Linked DNA regions of Mus musculus: all the other regions are linked to region 4. The links are chromatin contacts, called in public ChIA-PET, Hi-C and promoter capture Hi-C maps. All regions are on one chromosome and are shown on one strand. The core of a region is the stretch at or near the end of the contact, and the rest is flanking DNA. Distances in the headings are between cores, read along the strand shown.

Region 1 (3,213 bases), core at 102-2,601, 660 kb before region 4:
AGTCTTCATTTCCCCAGGTTCTAGTGTCCTCCCCGTGGCTTCAGTGACTGAAACTCATGTAAAACTCTGCCTTTCCCAGCTGGTTTTACTAGGTACTTTCTTTCCCCACAGATGTCCATGTCTCTTTCTAGACTCTATTCAGTCCTTCCAACTTTTCTAGCTCTTGTTTGCACTGTCCATTCCATAGTAATATGGGCTTCTACAGGGGAAAGCCAACTAATGAATACTTCCTTAAATATTTTATGACTCTTCTTTTTTGGTCAGAAAAGTTATGTAAATTTGAAATATACTTTCCATATGTACAATTCACCAGTGTGTAACTCAGTCAAACTGAGCGTGGCTGTTTTTCTTTGTTTTGCTTTTTATATATTCACAAGATTGAACAGGCATCCCCACTCTCTAATTCCAGAGTATTTCATCATATGAAAACCCTTCAAAAGCAGTTGGCAGCAATTTTCCATTCTTTCCCTTATCCTAGGCACTAGAAATCGCAGATCTATTTTCTATCTGGATACTTCACACACTTTCAAGCATACACATGTGACTTCCTGTGTGGTTCCTTTTGCTAAGTATACCCAAGACCGTATGTGCTGCGTGTTGAAGCACTCACTGTATTTTCATTGTTTTCTTTTGGCAGTTTTCACTTTCAGATTCAGATCCAATCTAGGCTGGTCATGATTAAACGTGTGACCCTCTGGCCTCAGCCTCCCATGTGTTAGCACATCTACTTCTCCATCTCTACTTGGACTTTCCCCCATTTTGGTTTCTGGGACTGTCACAAATGTTTTGTGCAGAAGCCTGAGTGCATGCAGTAACCCTGGGCATCTGTGTAGATGTACATCTCTGTACAATCATTTTTTAAATTAAATATTAAAAAAATTTGTCAAATTTCTTAGTTTTAAGTTTCCAGTGTTTCAAATTATTAAAATAAAAAGCAAATATTCCAGAAGCAGGCAGATTTCTGAGTTTGAGGCCAGCCTGGTCTACAAAGTGAGTTCCAGGACAGCCAGGGCTACACAGAGAAACCCTGTCTCGAAAAACCAAAAAAAAAAAAAAAAAAAAAAAAAGCAAATATTCACAGCATTCTGCTCCAAGTTTTCTGCTTATAATATGAAACACTTATTTTTAATTGTAAGGGTAGGTCAGGACATAAAATATTTGTTTACAAACAAAACTATGGACTCAGCCCAGGTGTTTCCTCTAGCCTTCTCCATCACTTGGCTCTTGATTTTCAATGTTTATATTTCTATTGGAACTCATCCAAAGTTTCTCAACTTTATTTCAACTCGGTGACTAGCAAGGTCCATAGTCCAGTGTTCCCTGATTGTAGCTTTGTCTTTTGAAGGTATTGATTGTATTTTGAAGGGTGAGAGGCTAGAAAGACAGTTCAGTTATTAAATATGCCTGCTGCTCATTCAGATTCCAGAACCCATGTGCGATGGCTCACATAAAGATTTATTTTATTTTTATTTTTGAGTATGTGTGGTGTGACTGTATGGTATGATTGTATCTGTGTGCATGTGTGTGGGAGAGCATGGGGGTCAGAAGAGGGCACTGACCCCCTGGAGCTAGAGTTACATGTGGTTGTGTGTTGCTTGACATGGGTGATGGGAACTGAACACTGGTCCTCTGGGACGACAGCAGTGCTCGTCACTGCTGAGCCATCTCACCAGCTGTATTTACTTAGCACAGACTTTTAAAGGCTGATTATTGTTGCTGTTGTTGTTGGGTGTATGTATGTGTGTGTGTGTTATGATGTGCACATGTAGAGGCAGAAGGTATCTTTTGGGAGTCAGTTCTCTCTTTCACCATGGGCCCCAGGGATAGAAGTCAGGCCATCATGCGTGGCATGGCGAGTGCTTTTACCCACTGGGCACCATGCCAGCTCTTATGCTTAGGTCACAGAACAACTTGCAGGCCTTGGTTCTCTCCTTCTACCATTGATTTCTAGGGCTCAAACTTAGGTCATCAGGCATGGTGCCCACATGCCTTTAATCACTGGGATCTCTAACCAGCCCTAATAGCAGAAGCTTTTAAGTCTGAGGCCTTAAAACAACTTGCCCATTGCCATCTTCTGTATGAGTCCATTACTTTCTTCTAACTAAATAAGTCTGTTCTTAAAGTGTTAATTTAAAATACTACACTCAACTGTCAGGGAGTGGTGGTATAAACCTTTAATCTCAGCACCTGGGAGCCTGAGGCAGGCAGATCTCTGAGTTTAAGGCCAGACTGGTCTACTTAGTTCTAAGACAGCCAAGGCTGCAGAGAAACTGTTTCAAAAAACAAACAAACAAACAAACAACAACTGCAACAACAATCTCACGGCATACTCGACGCATGGTCTGATTGAGCAACCAGTTATAGCACACATGCCCACTACACACTAGCATGCACACAGATCCACTACACACTAGCATGCACACGGGCCCACTACACATTAGCATGACTCTGCTGCCATGCACTTGCGCTCACGTGTACAAATCTACATACAGATAAACACATACACATCATTTAAAAAATAATACATCTTAAAGAGTTGCTAAAAAAGATTAATTTTTCTAATAAGTTAATGCAAAGATATAATAATTAAGACCACCACTGAAAACCCTTTAAAATCTACAATATGCTGTATAGTGTGTTTTGTACAGTTTTTATAGTTAGTACAGTAAACTATGTTATTTATGACATTGAGTTACCTATATCAATGTTTTCTCTTCCCAGTGCCACAAGTGAGAGAAATAATATTTCTCTATATAAACTCCTGTGGGCAAAAAGACATGGAGAAAAAATTAGAATCCTTAGAGCTTTTATGTTCTCTACAAAGCCTTTATGTTACATAAGCGTAGAGTAGTCTAAAAACCATAAAGCCCACAGGATGCTTCTCATGGGCTATAACCCATCATCTGAGGGGCAGACTCACCGCTGTCTTTTAAAATGCGGACACTTATTCAGAGTCTCTAAAATCTGACTCATGGGCCCATAGACATCGTTCATTTTAATGCTCTTCACCATGCTTTTCAGCAGTTCCTGGTTAAAGGAGTCATCACCTTTTTGTAACAAATGGACCATTGGGTACTTTTGAGCTGTAAAAGAGCAGAAGAAGGGATGACAGACATGCTCTCTGTAGAGGGAGACTACATTAAACACCAACTAGCAACTGTTAAAGACGTTACACTGCAAATACATCAAGGGCAGTAGATAAAGAAAATAGAA
Region 2 (3,271 bases), core at 44-2,543, 540 kb before region 4:
AGTTCATGTTTTCCCCACACTACTCAAGGCAATATTCTTTTTTTTTTTCAAAGATTTATTTACTTATTATATGTAAGTACACTGTAGTTGTCTTCAGACACCCCAGAAGAGGGAGTCAGATCTCATTACGGATGTTTGTGAGCCACCATGTGGTTGCTGGGATTTGAACTCAGGACCTTTGGAAGAGCAGTCAGTGCCCTTACCCGCTGAGCCATCTCTCCTCAAGGCAATATTCTTATCACCACTATACTTTCTTTAAAATAATAGACTGTATATTGTCCATTAAGCAATTGCTTTAACAAACACTTCCTGGATACCTAATGCCTGAAAACATGATTGGACAGGTCTGCAGGCCTAATTTGATATGATTATAATTTTTTTTCAAGTTAGGAACAGGTATAATATAATATGGGGCTAAGAGTAACTCTCCTTCCCTTGCTTGAATTTCACTGAATTTGTTTCCATATAAAAGCTACAAATAACAGAATTAAACCACAAATAACAGGTGTCTGCACTGTTTTTTTACATGACAGAAACATCAAGTCTTAGCGGTCACTATATGTGTGGTTTGTCCACAAATGCTCTTAGATTTGAGCAAGGATGGCAGGATGACGGGAGATCTTAAACGTTCCCTCTTGATCTGATGTTTGGCCTTGTCGGGCATCGATGGGAGGGGAGGGCCTTGGTCCTGAAGGCTTGATGCCCTAGTGTAGGGAAATGCTAGGGTAGTGGGGCAGGAGGGAGTGGGTGGGGGGAATGTTGGGGGCGGGGGAGAGCACCCTCGAGGAGGCGGGGGCTGGGGTGGGATGGGGGACTTTCAGAGTGGAAACCCGGAAAGGGGCTAACGTTTGAAAAGTAGATAAATAAAATAACCAATAAAAAATAAAGAAATCAAACAAACAAACAAACAAACACACCTTTGGCCAGTGAGATAGCTCAGTGAGTAAAGATACTCACTGCCTAGCCTGAGAACCTGAGCTGCATCCTGAAACCCACATAAAGGAAGGAAATAACGGACTCCTGAAAAGCTATCCTCTGAGTGCCGTCCCTGTCTCCCCACCCCACATCCCACACACATACACGCTGTGAAACCCATCATAAACGCACAAAAATACATAAATGCAATGAAATTTTCTTAAAAAAAAAAAAACAACTTGGTAACACTTTAGCACAAGACTCACTTCCCTTTTGCTTATCAACCACCAAAAGACGTTTCCCCTTCGTGCTTGTTATGTTTTAACGTAACTATGGAAACGTAGCTCTTTCCATCCGACTGACGTGTTATTCTGTTTCCATGTAGTCATCTTCTGAGAAATATTTTAAACACTGTGGTCACTAGTCGGTCTTTGGGTTGCTTTGGTATAACCACGTGAACCTATTGGCATTTTAGCACGTTAATGTCTTTCATCAGGAGCTAGTTCAGTTTTGGTACCATGGGCTCTCTCTAATTCAATCACTTTTGTCCCATTTAAAGCTTTGGTAGCAGAAAGAAAAATGTAATTATCATTCAAACAGGATAGGACATCAGATTTATAATTTACATGTATTTATTTATAAACTTACATTTCTATATATTGTCATATATGTCAAGTTGAGTTTTGAGAGTTCTGTTCCTGGCATATGGCAGGCTGGAAATTCATACTGTACCTCCCACTAGCAACAATCAAGAAGATTAAATTTAAAAAAAAAATCCTAGGGACTCGGAGAGAATGTTCAGTGGTTAGCCAATTAGAAATTGCTTATTTTCGTGTGTGTGTGTGTGTGTGTGTGTGTGTGTGTGTGTGCACATCCACTTGTGTGAATTCTTGTGTAATGAGTGCATGGAGCAGCTTGAAGAGGGCAGGAGAAGGCATTGGGTCCCCTGGAACTGAACATTCAGGAATTGATGAGCAGGCTCATGGTTGCTGGGAATTCAGAATCCAAGTTCTCCACAAGAGCAGCCATTGCTCTTAACCTCTGAGCCATCTCTCCTGCCACATTAAAGAAAAATTCACACATTTATTTTATTTATGTATTTGTTTGTGTGGGTGGGTGGGCGGGCGAGCGCTTATACATCTTTGGATGTCTGCGGAAGCCAGAAGAAGACATTGAGTCCCCTGTAGCTGAAGCTATAAGCAGGTGTAAGCTTCCCGACACAGATGCAGGGCTCTAAACTCAAGCCCTCTGGAAAAGCAGCAAACTCTTAATTGTTGAGTCATCTCTCCAGCCCCCTTAATTCTTTTTTTAAATTAAATGTATTCCTTGATAATTTCATCATGTATATAATGCATACTGATTCTGCTCGCCCTCTATCCTCTCATGTGTGCGCCCCTTCCCACTCCATCAACCTGCTTTCCTCAGGCCCCTCCAGTTTGCATGCTATGGCATGCTCTCTCATGTAGCTATCTGTGCAACCTGGCTTCTTTGCTGGACTGGAAGTACAGGAACATAGAAGCCGCAAGGGTCTGTTTTATTTCTGTCATCTTCCATAATACCTGGCAAAACACGTGAACGCTTATTTGCGCTCGGCAAACGTCTGCTGAATCTGAAAATAGGGCATAGGAATGCTTTTCTTGCTCATGACAGAAGGCTTCTTGGATGATAGCTTGGGGCCATTTCCAGCTTTTATATGGATGATTGTAGAGCTCTGGTGAGGAATGCTGGATATAATAAGTGGGGGGAAACTACTCAGGCTATTTAGCCACTAACAGAGAGAGAGGGAAAAAAGAATACCTGGAGAGATCAGAGCCCATTTAGAAGCAGAGATGAGGAGAAAAACTGGTGGTGCGAGAGCAGAAGGAGCTGGCCAGGAGCACACATGTTATTTGAGTCTAGTGATGAGGAAAAAGTTCTTTTCTTAAACTGCTTTTATAAAAGACCACACATCCCATGTACAGCTGGTGTATTTTGAACCTGATTTTGAGAGACTCCCTGAGGACATGAATCAGAAGGTGAGCTGGCTTTTTAAAAGTACAGTTAACCACCCCCCAAGCACAACATTGAGTAGAAGAAGACAGATGAAGAATATTACATGCTGCCTGATGCTGCTAGAATGGAGTTCAAAACCAAGCAAAACTAATTTGTGGTTTTAGATGTCAAATGGAGTTAGCCTTGGAAGGTGCTGATCCACAACCAGGATAGAGCGCCTTAGGGAATATTCGATATTTAGATCTGAATGGTGGAGACTGAAGATTGGTGCACTTTACCATACAAAAGTTATATTGCAATTATTTTAAAAAGCAAAAATGGCCAGGCAGCAGTGATGCATGCCCTTAATCCTAGCACTTGATAG
Region 3 (3,510 bases), core at 645-3,144, 710 kb before region 4:
TTAACCACGGAACCACTCCAGCCCCTAAGGAAAAATTAAATATGTATCCCTCTCTCTGTCTCATTAAACAATGTGTTAAACATATTCACTCTTCTGGGAGATGACATGACCTCACCACCCCCGACACCCCCCACCCCCAAGCATTACTGCCCTGTTTTGCTACATACTAGCATTTTCCTAGGTCCATGCTGCCTAGGAAAAGTGAGTTCAGAACTGTATTAAATGAGGTCACTAAGGGCAAGGATCACAATAAGAGTTTGCTTCATATTGGGCAGTGGTGGCGCACACTTTTAATCCCAGCACTCGGGAGGCAGAGGCAGGCGGATTTCTGAGATCGAGGCCAGCCTGGTCTACAGGGTGAGTTCCAGGACAGTCAGGGCTACACAGAGAAACCCTGTCCCGAAAAACCAAAAAAAAAATAAAAAAATAATAAAATTTTAAAAAGACTTTGCTTCCTAATGTCTACTCAGGTTTACATCTGGCACACAGCAGGTGCTCATCAAAATCTCAACATAACCAATGAACTACCCCTAATACAACATACATTAATTCATTAGGAAAATACATTGTAAATTTTAACTCTGTACACAAAAATACACTTTCTTATTTAAGCAGAGCCACCAGGGAGTCCTGCACTTCTGCTCAGGTGCAGTTTATCCAGCTCTTGTGGGTCACATTTATGCACGGAAGCCTTTATGGTTTTTAAAGCTGATGATCACGCCCTCACCTCTTAAGAGATTGAGAAACAGTTTTCTGGATCAAGTACCAACAAGCACTTCCAGTCCATGAAATTGCTGCTAGCACTGCAATGGGTGACCGCAGCTGTCAGTCTGGCCTTCTCTGAAGACACCTGAGAAGCTGGCTCTTTCTCCTGACTGATGCATTTGTGTCAGGGCCCGAGTGCACTTCCTCAGCCGTGGCCGACTTGTGGCAATCCAATTTTGTTTTTGGGTTGTAAGCACTGGGATAAACGAAAGAATGGAACGTCCCTGAAGGCTGTTTCACTCAAGCAGTCTGGGCTTAGCCACAAAACTGAAAAATAAAAGATCTCTCATTAGTAGATAACACGATGTATTTCTCACTTGGGCTGACTCTGATCAAATTTCCCCACACCGCCCTCAGCCTTTCCAATTGGTACCATTTTACAATGTTTCAGATAACCAAGGGTTTTCTTTCTCCTGGACAGTCTACTCCTGATGATACATCCTCGCCACATGACTGCTCTAAAAGCCATCAATTACATTTATAGTTCTACTCTGAAGGGGATCATTAGCCCATTCATAGCAATTTGACGCTCAGGAATCTCTCAAAGCTCCACTTCAGTTTCTAAGTGCATACACGTCGGCTTTTCTGTCGCTCTGGCTTGCCCTACGAATTCCTCTAAATTCTCAGATGATTAATATCTGAATGGGTAGCCTGAAGTGCAGCAGAGTTCACTTAAGACTGCAACTGAAGAATAGACCTTTACCTTTAAAACGAGCCCAAAACATTTGTTGTATGGAACTCTCGGGGAAAGAGGGGACGGAAGTCTCAGGGTCCAGGGACGGAAGACTCTCAGGGGAGGAAGAAACACGGCCCCAAGCGCGGAATCCTGCTGCTTACAAGACCCGGGCCACACAGAGGGCAGGCCTGTCGCAGGCCCTGGAGCCAGCGCCCCTGAGACCGCCACCCTACGCGGGCCTCAGAGAAGGTCCGCCGCCCGCCCTGTGTTGTTCCTTCCACTCCTTCCCCTGTAACCCCAACCGCCATCGAAACACAGCCCTCAACAGGCACATTCCCTGACTTACCCGGAGCCCATCTCCAGCCTCTGTCCGTCCGCTTAAACCTTCCGTCCGCGCGCCATAGCCGGAACTTAAGGGCCGTGCGACATAAGGGAACCCGGAGGCAGCGAATAGCGTGGGCTGGGCGGGGCTTCCAGCCCACGGGCGCTGGGTTGTGGCTCTCCCGGGACGCTAGGGGGTGCTCCTCCTCTGTCTCTTGCCCACGGAGCCCCAATTTCCTCCCAGGCTGAGCCCTGCGGGGGGTTTCTGGCCCTTCCCCCTTTGTCTTACCCCATTCTGGGTGCCTCCCTCCATTTATCTCTGCTTTGCCTTTTTATTAACCTGTAGACCCCTGGCCAGTGTCTAACATTTCTGTCATTGCTTTTCTTCTTCAGAATTCTCAGTCACACCGACAGAACAGTAGGATGCTCTTCCTACTCTTAAAAAACTGTAATCCCCGGCTGAGTGCTCAGACTGTAAGCACCTGGCTGCCCTGAGTCTAAGTTGCATTGAGATCTTAGTACCACGTTATTTCCCTACCCTGACTTTGAGACCGGCAGAAGCGTGACTCAGTTATTGCTTTTGTGCCTGAGATGTGCTGAAGGTTTTGCTTTTAGGATTCCATGTAAGGCTTTGAGGGTCCCTGCCTGCTTCTCTCCACCAGGTGTCCCTAGCATAGCATATGCCTCAGGGAGTTCCTGGGCGGGGATGAGAGGGTGAGGTGGGCAAAAGGTGACTTGCTAACCCTGTGGGCTGTAGGGGCCTGGAGAATGTCAGTTAGTAGTAGGCCTCAACGGATGCTAACAGAACGCTGGGTAGTTATGGTTCAAAGACCAATACTTCACAACAGCAATTACAAGTGAGAACACAGAGCTCCCTGTAAAGTCTTAGGCATATGGCTTTCTTTAAGCTTATGGGTTGCAAGCGGGATAAGGAAGGGAAACTCTTAGAACTGACTTACCACAACTTGCTCCGTGGGAAAGTGTTTGTTGTTCTTTAATGTTTCCTCTTTCTATTAGAGGTGGCAGAGAAAGCCAACACTAGACTCTGGGGAACCAATATCAAGGCCGCATGGCCTGTAGACTTAGCTTTTGTTTGCTGCAGGACATCTTTCTCCAACCAGGCTAGTTTCAATATTTCAAAAGACCTTGCTATGTTTGAACAGTTATGGGGCTCTAGGTAAGTAAGAATATATAGCCTGATTACTTAGCCGTAATGGGAGAGATCTGGCCAAGACTATGCAGACAGAGGAGTTATCTGTCTAGTTGCTCTATTGTGGTGATGATTCAGCCATGGATTGCTGTTCTAGGCCAGCTTAGATACATGGTCTGGTTTATGACCTTAAAGACTAAACTTAAGTTAATTAGTTTGCTCATTTTTAATGATCTGATAGGTGTTCAGATTTGTTGTCGTCGTCCTCGTTCTGCTGAACAGCTGGCTTTTCGGTGACGTAGAAAGGAATAAGTCTTTTTTTTTTTTTTTTTCTTTTTTGGTTTGGTTTTTTGAGACAGGATTTCTCTGTGTAGTCCTGGCTGTCCTGGAACTCACTTTGTAGACCAGGCTGGCCTCGAACTCAGAAATTTGCCTGCCTCTCCCTCCCGAGTGCTGGGATTAAAGGCGTGTGCCACCACGCCCAGCAAGTCATTTTGTTAAAACTGATGATAAAAGACAGAACCATCGAGAGGGGACCTCATGATTGGCTCCAAATCAGAAGTTTGTTCAATGACGATAAAGTCAGAACATCAATGAC
Region 4 (3,459 bases), core at 944-3,443:
TTTAACATCCTAGTTATGTGACCAACCATGTTGTAGATAAACAACCTTTCATCTAAAATGCTAGGCCTTCCCCACCTGGATGTCTTGCTATCTGGAGGTGGAGGTATTTGGCAATGAGAAATACCCCTTCGGGCTTCCTCCCTGCCTGGAAGTTAAGTCTCTTGCCTCAGCTTTCAACAGCCTCCTTACCTTCGAGTTTCCTGTAACACCTGGCTCTGGAACACCCGGGGCAGATGCTTATCTGTTCCTTATACCTAGTGTCTTTAAGTCTGAGTGGTTTCAAAAGAGGAAGCTGGAATGTGTATTTTCAGAAATTTATTTTTGTTTTATATGTATTTGTGTTTTGCCTGCATGTACATATGTGCACCATGTGTGTGCCTGGTGCCCTTGGGGGTCAGCAGAGAATGCAGGCTCTCCTGGAACTGGAGTGGTGGATAATTGGGAACCATCATGCAGGTGCTGGATATGAGCCTGGGCTCTCAGCAAGAGCAACATGTCCTCTTAATCACTGAGCCATGTCTCCAGCCCCTGAAACTGCATTTTTTTTCTGAATATGAACTATTGAGCTATTTGATAAATTCACATCTTATGCTCCAACAACCATCACAGAAAGACAGGATAAAACAATATTTGTTTATCTTGATGCTGATAGACTAAATGGGAAGTTGGTAGACTAAACCTAGAGTCTTTAAGGGGTGGGCAAGATAGACAGTGTCTCATGTGGCCCAGGTTAGGTCTGAAACTTGCTAGGTAGAGGAGGAACTTGCTAGGTAGCCTTCTGATCCTCCTGCCTCCGTTTGGTCAGTGCATGCCCCTCAATACCTATTTATGTCCTGGTGATTAAAAAAAAAAGATTTATCTGATTTATTATTATCATCATTTTAATTTTTCTTTTTTTTAAGATTATTCATTTATTATATGTAAGTACACTGTAGCTGTCTTCAGATACTCCAGAAGAGGGAGTCAGATCTCGTTACAGATGGTTATGAGCCACCATGTGGTTGCTGGGATTTGAACTCAGGACCTTTGGAAGAGCAGTCGGGTGCTCTTACCCACTGAGCCATCTCATCAGCCATTTTAGTTTTTCACGACAGGGTTTCTCTGTGTAGTCCTGGCTGTCTTGGAACTCACTCTGTAGACCAGGTTAGTCTCCAACTAGGGATTTCCACCTGTTTCTGCCTACCGAGTGCTGGGATTAAAAGTGTGTGCCTGACTTTATTTTTAATGATGTTTGTGTGTGTTTGGGTATGTACACAAGAGTACATGTACCCTCAGAGGCCAGAGGCATGGTATCCACTACAGCTGGAAGTTACAGGTGGTTGTGAGCTGCCCAAACACGAATGCAGGGAACCCAACTAGAGTCCTGTTAAAGCAAGAAACACCCTCAACTTCTGCGCTAGCTGTCCAGGCTACTCCAAACTTGACTTTGCCAAAAGGCTTAGAAAACGAAAAAGAGGATATGAGATTGGATACATTTAGGTCGGCTGACCCCATTAATTAGACTTCAATCTGCTCTCAAAATAGGCTTCACTAATTTACCACCTCTGCAGCACGGAGTTCTCAGCTGTGTACCTCCATTTTAGTAGAATTAAAATAGAAAAATCATGTCAGTTTAGTTTAAGGAGTCTCTTGACAAGTTTTCTTTTATTTTGAGACTGGGTCTCACAATGTATCCCTGGCTGTGTAGACCAAGCTGGCTTCGAATGCGTACACATCAGCCTGCCTCTGCCTCTTGTACTGGAATTAAAAATGTGCACTCCTGGCTTTTGTTCAATTTAGTTTGCTCTTACTCAATTCCGCTTGGCCTCAGGACACGAAAAGGGGTCCTTTTCTTATTTATTTTGTACTTTTGTCTGGGTCAAAATGACCCAGCCCAAGGGAGGAGAAGAGTTGAGATAAATAGGCCAAGCAGCCCCACTCAAAGGCAAGATGACCTGCGTGCAAGAACCTCGTACAGCAGCCACCTGGATACCGCTGGTCAGCAGAGGGCGCCCGGAAAGCCTCCCTTTAACTCCGCCCCAAGCCAATGCGCCGCGCCTCCCGTGACGTATTTCCGCGTCATCTGCCTCTGAGGCTAGTCCCCATTGGCTGTCGGCGAAGCGACGGGGGCGGAGTCAGGCGGGCGTGAGGGAAGCGCTGCAGCCCCCGTGGGGGCGGGGCCTGCTCGTTTCCCCGCCCCTCCCTCACCCTCCAGTCCCTCACTGGGACGTCTGTGCGCGGCGTCTCGGAGCGCCGGAGCAGCGGTGGCCGCACTTTCTCCAAGCTGGGGCTGTAGCTGAGCTGTGGGTAGTGCGCAGGGAGCCGTCCGAGCCCGAGGAACCGGTGTGCTGAGGCGAGAGTTCCCGGCCGGCGAGCGCGCGCAGCTGGTTCTCCGCGTGGGTTGGGCGGAGGGTCCCAGGAGCGCGGCGTTGATCGAGCCGCCCCGACTCTGGGCAGAGCCGAGGGAGGAAGCGAGAAGCGGCCGCGCGCTCCCTGCTGAGTTGCAGGCTCTTTCCCGGCTGCAAGATGCCCAAGAAGAAGCCGACGCCCATCCAGCTGAACCCGGCCCCCGATGGCTCGGCGGTTAACGGGACCAGCTCGGCCGAGTGAGTACCGGGAGTGGCCGGGAGGCCGCCACCGCCAGGCGAGGCTTCGTCACGTACGGCCCGGCTGGCGGGGGGCGAGGAACTCCGGCCGCCGGGCTATCAGTGACTAAGCACTGATTGGGTGCCTGACTCACATCGACCGTGCACCCTACAAGTCCCGATCCCCCTCTTTCCCAACAGTGTCTGTCGTCCCTGGCCACCGACATCAATCTTCGCCCAAGAAAACGAAACCTAATGCGTCCCCCCCTAGCTATTGCCTAAAGGGCATACTCTGGGATTCTGGCCTGTAACAAGACGCAGAGCAAATTCAGGTCGCTTCTCATTAACCTTTGAGACCTCCTCGGGGTCTGAGTGTGGACTTGGGATGGGTGAGCCCCATTTACTTTTGGTGCCTGACACCTGTGGGGCCTTGTGGCCGGTTGATCGCCTGGCCAGCGGGGGCGTGTGTTCACAGATTTCCCCATGGCTTTTCCCTGGTTCACTTTGGGGACTCCCTCATCCGTGGCCTTTTTCTTGAGAAGTACCTTGCTCGAGGGAGGAGTCTCTCTTCATCTGTCCGTTCATGCAACAGTTCATCCCCTCACCGGTTATTCTCCCAGCTTTGCTTAGTTGACCGGGAGCCGGAAATTGACTTGAGGCATAAGAACGATGACCAGGGAAACAAAGCCAAAGGTTGCTCGGTATCTGCAGGGGCCAGTGTTGCTTACAGACAGATAAGAGTTTATTTCATAAGGTGGGTTTCTGAGCCCACCTGTTGGGTTTCTTCTTCATCTTTCCCTGAGGTCAGGAGACTTGAGAGGTATCTGATAAAATGAAAGTAGCTTCAGGCATTCTGTCCTTTGGAGATTATTGTAACCCCCCTCCCTCCTTTCCC

What was found. Hi-C and Micro-C count contacts between places; a contact is called where the count stands out from the background. ChIA-PET counts read pairs in DNA pulled down with a chosen protein or histone mark. Capture Hi-C pulls out chosen DNA fragments and counts their contacts.
Region 1: an RNA polymerase II ChIA-PET map of effector CD8 T cells shows a contact between it and region 4, with 10 read pairs. The contact joins the enhancer-like site here to the promoter of Map2k1 in region 4. A contact is called at or near these places in 5 of 39 promoter capture datasets (hematopoietic stem and progenitor cells, hippocampal neurons, liver and 1 more) and 6 of 115 datasets of contacts at active chromatin or transcription factors (the 230-238 cell line, astrocytes, effector CD8 T cells and 3 more).
Region 2: a contact with region 4 is called in a Hi-C map of B cells, with 13 read pairs. The contact joins the enhancer-like site here to the promoter of Map2k1 in region 4. A contact is called at or near these places in 2 of 39 promoter capture datasets (the C10 cell line and hippocampal neurons), 1 of 484 Hi-C or Micro-C datasets (B cells) and 3 of 115 datasets of contacts at active chromatin or transcription factors (embryonic forebrain, large pre-B cells and memory CD8 T cells).
Region 3: a promoter capture Hi-C map of adipose tissue shows a contact between it and region 4, with 3 times the contacts expected there. The contact joins the promoter of Ints14 here to the promoter of Map2k1 in region 4. A contact is called at or near these places in 9 of 39 promoter capture datasets (the 3T3-L1 cell line, the C10 cell line, cranial neural crest and 5 more), 1 of 15 datasets of contacts at CTCF or cohesin (embryonic stem cells), 2 of 484 Hi-C or Micro-C datasets (B cells and bone marrow-derived macrophages), 11 of 115 datasets of contacts at active chromatin or transcription factors (astrocytes, cardiomyocytes, embryonic basal ganglia and 8 more) and 2 of 9 other capture datasets (adipose tissue and liver).

What each region holds. Positions count from the first base shown.
Region 1 is chr9:64,912,224-64,915,436 of GRCm38.p6, reverse strand. Dennd4a (DENN/MADD domain containing 4A) reads right to left here. Exons shown (of 35, transcript NM_001162917.1): 33 at 2,921-3,083; 34 at 2,697-2,761. Among named protein-coding and RNA genes, the nearest start is that of Gm39361, 19 kb to the left of the region's middle. Within about 2 kb of position 1,351, at least 40 of the 459 cell types and tissues checked have an H3K27ac peak or open chromatin away from gene starts, as enhancers often do. A contact at or near this core is called in effector CD8 T cells, hematopoietic stem and progenitor cells, liver and 1 more, where this site is marked.
Region 2 is chr9:64,787,488-64,790,758 of GRCm38.p6, reverse strand. No RefSeq gene overlaps it. Among named protein-coding and RNA genes, the nearest start is that of Gm36365, 18 kb to the right of the region's middle. Within about 2 kb of position 1,293, at least 140 of the 459 cell types and tissues checked have an H3K27ac peak or open chromatin away from gene starts, as enhancers often do. A contact at or near this core is called in B cells and memory CD8 T cells, where this site is marked.
Region 3 is chr9:64,959,216-64,962,725 of GRCm38.p6, reverse strand. It overlaps Ints14 (integrator complex subunit 14), which reads right to left and starts at 1,894. Exons shown (of 13, transcript NM_001077631.2): 1 at 1,788-1,894; 2 at 728-1,032.
Region 4 is chr9:64,252,339-64,255,797 of GRCm38.p6, reverse strand. It overlaps Map2k1 (mitogen-activated protein kinase kinase 1), which reads left to right and starts at 2,193. Exons shown (of 11, transcript NM_008927.4): 1 at 2,193-2,585. The coding sequence starts at 2,506.